2 separate regions of the Danio rerio genome follow, and region 1 is linked to region 2. A link is a contact called in public HiChIP or PLAC-seq data. All regions are on one chromosome and are shown on one strand. Each heading gives the region's core, a stretch centred on a gene start, on an enhancer-like site or on the middle of the called end of the contact. The rest is flanking DNA. Distances are from core to core; before and after follow the strand shown. Region 1 has its middle 23 kb from the start of gpsm3. Region 2 holds the start of rad21a (RAD21 cohesin complex component a).

Evidence for each region. HiChIP or PLAC-seq counts read pairs in DNA pulled down with a chosen protein or histone mark.
Region 1: an H3K4me3 HiChIP or PLAC-seq map of embryo shows a contact between it and region 2, with 5 times the contacts expected there. The contact joins the enhancer-like site here to the promoter of rad21a in region 2. A contact is called at or near these places in 5 of 18 Hi-C or Micro-C datasets (caudal fin, embryo, skeletal muscle and 1 more) and 3 of 4 datasets of contacts at active chromatin or transcription factors (caudal fin, embryo and gastrula embryo).

What each region holds. Positions count from the first base shown.
Region 1 is chr16:53,069,660-53,072,359 of GRCz12tu, reverse strand. No RefSeq gene overlaps it. Among named protein-coding and RNA genes, the nearest start is that of gpsm3, 23 kb to the left of the region's middle. Within about 2 kb of position 1,294, at least 3 of the 62 cell types and tissues checked have an H3K27ac peak or open chromatin away from gene starts, as enhancers often do.
Region 2 is chr16:52,904,344-52,907,150 of GRCz12tu, reverse strand. rad21a (RAD21 cohesin complex component a) reads left to right here and starts at 1,274. Exons shown (of 14, transcript NM_199595.1): 1 at 1,274-1,375.

The DNA of each region.
Region 1 (2,700 bases), core at 45-2,544, 170 kb before region 2:
TCATTCAAAACATTTAGTCCTGTTTTTTTTTAATAGCAGATGATAATCGCACCAAAACATATTAAAAGATAAGTGTATTATAACAGCGCAAACATTTTTGTAACCGTAGTAGTGCTGTGCATCATTTGTTTAACCCTTTAAGGTTACGCGCTGACTGACTGACTGACTGACAGGTGTGTGATGCGTGAGGCCAGCAAACACGACGTATAGCCGCTACACATTACTTCAGGATGCATTACTGCAGCTGTTTGTCTATTAGAGACATTCATAAATATTCCTAGCAAATCTAATAAATGTTGGAGACATACTCGTTACATAAACACACTATATCGCACTTCAGCAGCATTTATTTGAGAGCGCACACGAAGATCTGCGCTTGAGCAGCATATATTTGAGGGCGTGGAAGAAGTTTTGTACACGAGCAGAGGAAAACGGCACGCAAGCAAAAAGATTAGCATGCTCGTAGGCTATTATATAAATGGGATCTCGACTTGTAATACTGCGCTCACAAGATTTGTCATTGAAATAACGCCACAGGTAGTTGGTAGATCTGTGTAAAAAAGGCCTGCCGCCACAGCTGGAAAATATCCTAAAGGAAACACTGAAATGATAATGTTATAAAACAGCAGAGAGTTGTGTGAAAGCAGTTGATGCATGTCCAAAAGCATTTGCAATTTGTTGGTAAAAATTTGAAACTGCTACTATGATGTGCATAAATAACTTAATTGTTTCTGAGAAATGCATTAGCTGTTATGCAAATGTAAATAGCATTGTGAGAAATGCACCAAAGCCACTGAGAAAAACTATTTTAAAAATTATATATATTTCCACAAAAAAAAGTATATATTGTTAAATATTTTGCCATCTTCTATGAATTTAAATGACTATTTCATTCATATTTATTAACATTATTGTCTAAGATTTATAAAACATAAACAATTTGTTGTGTATTTGTTAAAATAAATATTTATAAAGAAAAATAATTATATTTAAAAACTATATACTTATTTTTTCCTCCAAAATAATAAACATTGTTGAATATTTTGCAATCTTCTATGTTTTGACAAAGACTGTATTTTCATTGAAACAATGTAGAGAGTTGAACTATTAGGCATTTTCAGGCATTTGATACTGAACGCTGAACAGCAGAGATGTATTTCTCCACCTCCAGCATTTAATAATAAACAGCTGTCACAGCTCTGATTGAATTCTGTCAGCTATAAGAGAGAAACAGCCGTTGTTTATGGTCCGCAGTCAGCGTTTGCGCTAGTAAATAACTGTGTCAGGTCTGCACTCGCCTCCTTGACCCTCTTTGACCTGTGACCTCGGCTGCGTCTGGATTTATTACAGTCCATCTCTGCATTCATGAGCATTACCATCTCTGCTGGAGAGAAGAGTCAACAGGGTGTTAGAAACACTGCTCTGAATACGCTTTCTGGTTTAACATGCACACTTTCATTTATCCTTTTAAAATGTCACTGCCTCTGAATTTTCTATTACAGAGATTGTAATAATTACCATATAATAAAACCAGCATGTATAAGCAAAGCAGTTAGGGTATCCACTGTATCTGTGTCAAATTTATTTTGGTCCTAAAACCAGTTTGCAAACCCAGTCCTGCATGAAAACTGCATTTCTTCTTTGGAAAATGTTAAAGGCAAGACTAATTATTATTGTGAACGAATATTAAATGAATTTATGTGATAAAAAATAATGATTTCATTAGTCCTGCCAAAAGATTAATCATGAATATTCACATCCCAAATAAAAGCTTATTTTTATATATACATGTATAGTAGGGATGTGCGGAGCAGCCGGTATTTGTATTTGTATTTGTATTTGTTGAGGGGGGAAAAGTATTTGTATTTGTATTTGTATTTGTATTCGAGTAAAATTCTAAATGGCGCAAAAATATATATTTTTTCTATTACACTTCTAATTTACGTTATAGTGAAAGTATTGTTTAATTATACCCATTATATAAATTATAGATATGCAATATTGGCTGTTGTTTTTGAACATGTGACAAGAAATGTCTTTGAAAAGAAAATAACATAGAAGCCATTATCTCATCCATGGTTAAACCAACAACTAATAAAATCCCATTGTGAATATTATGAACCCCACCACCACTGTTCTTGTTGAAGGACACTGAATAGACAATAAAAACAAATAATACTTCAAAAAACTGTTCTTCTTCAGAAAGAACTTCTTTCCAATGCACAGAATTCCAAATACTAATATTAACTAAATAAATCTAAATAAAACCCTGCCTGGGAGATCTGGCAGAACAAAAGTATTCTATATAATACTAAAAGATACAGCCCTGCTATTATCATCTGCCAGCCACAAAAAAAGACACAAAGTTTGTTTGTTTGTTTATTTAGAGATATCTGCAAATATTTTTCAATGGAAGTCAATAGAGGAATATGACTAGTCAGTCATAATATATTTGCAGATATTTCCAATCTGACTAGTCGAATTATAATTATGACAAGTCAAAATATAATTAGAGATCTCTCTAAATATATTTATGGATAGTCTGAACAAGGTTTAAATGCTAAAACGGCTTGCCATACGCTTTCACCCAGTAGCACAGAGGAGAGTTCTCTAGTTATATCCTTACAGTCGTTTGTTATGCAGTGACATGCAGTCAAATATTTCGCCAAACAGTCCTTAGGGATGCGGTGACACGCAGTC
Region 2 (2,807 bases), core at 25-2,524:
TCTTCTGATGGCTATAACATGTCATAAAGCATGAATCATCTCAGACTGGTTTCTTGAACATGACAATGAGTTCACTGTACTCAAATGGCCTCCACAGTCACTAGATCTCAATCCAATAGAGCACCTTTGGGATGTGGTGGAACAGGAGATTCGCATCATGGATGTGCAGCTGCTATCATGTCAATATGGACCAAAATCTCTGAGGAATATTTCCAGCACCTTGTTAAATCTATGCCACTAAGAATTAAGCAAAAGGGGGTCCATCCTGGTACTAGTAAGGTGTACCTAATAAAGTGGCTGGTGAGTGTGTTGTGTATATATATAAAAAGTGTGAAAAGTGTGTATGCATAATAAGCAGGAAAAGTGATAAAACTCACAAGTAGTTCAGCTTTCTACGTCACTAAAGTGTATTTTATTGAGTGTCTTCAGATGCAACCTTCTATGAGCATTTTATGAAATGTTCACCTATTATTCATGCACACAAAAGAAAATGTATACAAAGAAGAACCGCAGACTTCCTGTAGCTCATTGTTGTGACGCCTCGCATTCGGTTAGTAAGGCAACACCGCCCTCTGCCAACTGAACAGCGCGCTGTCATTGGACTCCGCTACAGCCACTGCCTGCCAATCACCAGCTAAGCCCCGCCTACCACCAGCCGCCAAGGTGAAGCGTAGAAGGAATACAGCTGCGGATTCTCATGTTAATTTTTGTGACACAACAATAAATAATATATTTTTTTATATTACTGCGAGAGTTAGGTTTAGGGTTGGGGTAGACGTTAATAAAATACAATAATGGGTATTTTGATATGCATAAGGCTCTGTGTAATTACTGTTTTACATTACTGTTATGGTTGGGTTTAGGGTTGTCATCGGGTAGACATTAGAAAAATACAGTTTAATGGCTATTTTAATAAATAATATGAATAATACTCTGTATAAATTCTGCTTTACATTACTGTGTGATAGTTGGTTTAGGGTTGGAGAGCGGGTAGGCGTTGATAAATACAATTTAATGGGTAATTTTATAATTAAAATTACTGTTTTTATATTACGGTGCTGATTGGGTTTAGAGTTGGGGTAGGGGTAGACGTTAATAAATTCAGTTAATGGATATTTAAATAAAAAATAAATAATTCTCTTTAACTTTCAGATGCAGCTGTATCCATTCTGGCAACCTCCAGCCTCCCTTGCAGCCGCTTCCTGTCAATCAGCTACCAAGCTCCTCCCACCGCCAAATTTTGACTGTAAACATCCCGCCGAGAGCGCGCGCCATCTTTGTCGGATTCAATGAGAGGAAACGGTTGCTAACTTCTCTCCGTAGGAGGGGAGAGAAAAGACTGATCACGAACAACACGGATAAGATATTTTGAATGGTACGTCCCAAAAAATTCGTGTTTTTGTGGATAAATGAGATTAAGAAGGGGAATGTGCGAGCAGGGGGATGAAATTTGACGCTCGCGCTGCTTACGTGCTGCGGCTAATCAACAGTTGGCTAAGGCTAATTGCTAACGATAGCTTACGAATTATTTGGCTCTGAAAGCGTTATTAAAATGACTGAATTACCAATTTATGGCGTTTAAAAGATCAACGCGAGTGAGATAAAATTAAGTTACATCGTTTACACTCTATATGTTCTAGAAATTATTTTTTTAAAAGCGAAATAGCGTCGCTTGCTTATCAGCTGCTTAGCCAAACGCTAGTGTGGACACAAACGCAACAGTTCTGCATGTTTAAATCGAGCTGCTTGTTTATACGTTTGCATGTTTAGTTTTCTTATCTTGTTTTTATAAAATTTAGAACAATTGTTTTGGATAATGCACTTCATTAAGGGCGTAAAAGTGTGGTTTAGCTCATTTTCTTCATGTTATAATGCTGGTGTGAAGGCGGGCAATTCTTCAAAATAAACCAACTAACGTAACGTTAGCATCTCGGCTAGCTTTAAGAAGTAGCTTTGTCTTTTATAAGATAATTTTGTATTTAATAGGCTTATGATTGATTGTTTTGTGTTAGATGTGGTACGAATGCCCTTTATTGTGCAGTTCTATGGTCTTGCCTAAATGCACGTGCACTTTATTGCCATATTGTGTATATATATCTGCATTTTGTAGATTGATCTGCATTAGATCTTATGCATGCTGTTTTGTTGTCTTGTATAAAAATGCATGTGCTTGTAGATGTATAGGGTTTAGATATGGTCAGTTGCATTTTATCTCTTCTCATAATTTGCTGACTTATCCATCATATGCATCTTCTAGTCTAATGGATCTGGTGTCCGCGGGGTCTTAATTTTCAAAAACTAAATTATAGACTTTTAAATAGTCTTTAATTTGCGTAATTACTGTGTTGTAGGTCTTTGATAATTTTTAATAAGTCTAAATTTACCTATGTCCTTGTAAAGTTACCCTATCAGGAAAAGACCCAACCAATCACCAGCAATACATCTCAATAAAACTTTTTACAAAAAGATTTTTTAACACTATCTAGCACGTGCACTTTATTGGCATATTGTAGATTGATCTGCATTAGATATGGTGTACGTTATGCAGTTTTGTTATATATATGTTGTCTTTTAATTTAATAACTTATCCATCACAGGCATCTTCAAGTCTAATGGATTTTATACATCACTGTAGTCTGAAAAGGGTGTCTGCGGGGTCTTACATTTCAAAAACTAAATTTTGGGCCTTTATAAAGTCTTAAATTTGATAAAGTATTGTGTTCTAGGCCGGTATAAGTTTGTGATGGTATAATTACCTTGGATAAAAATACCATGGTTTAACGTTATTGTGACTATTGCTCTAAAAT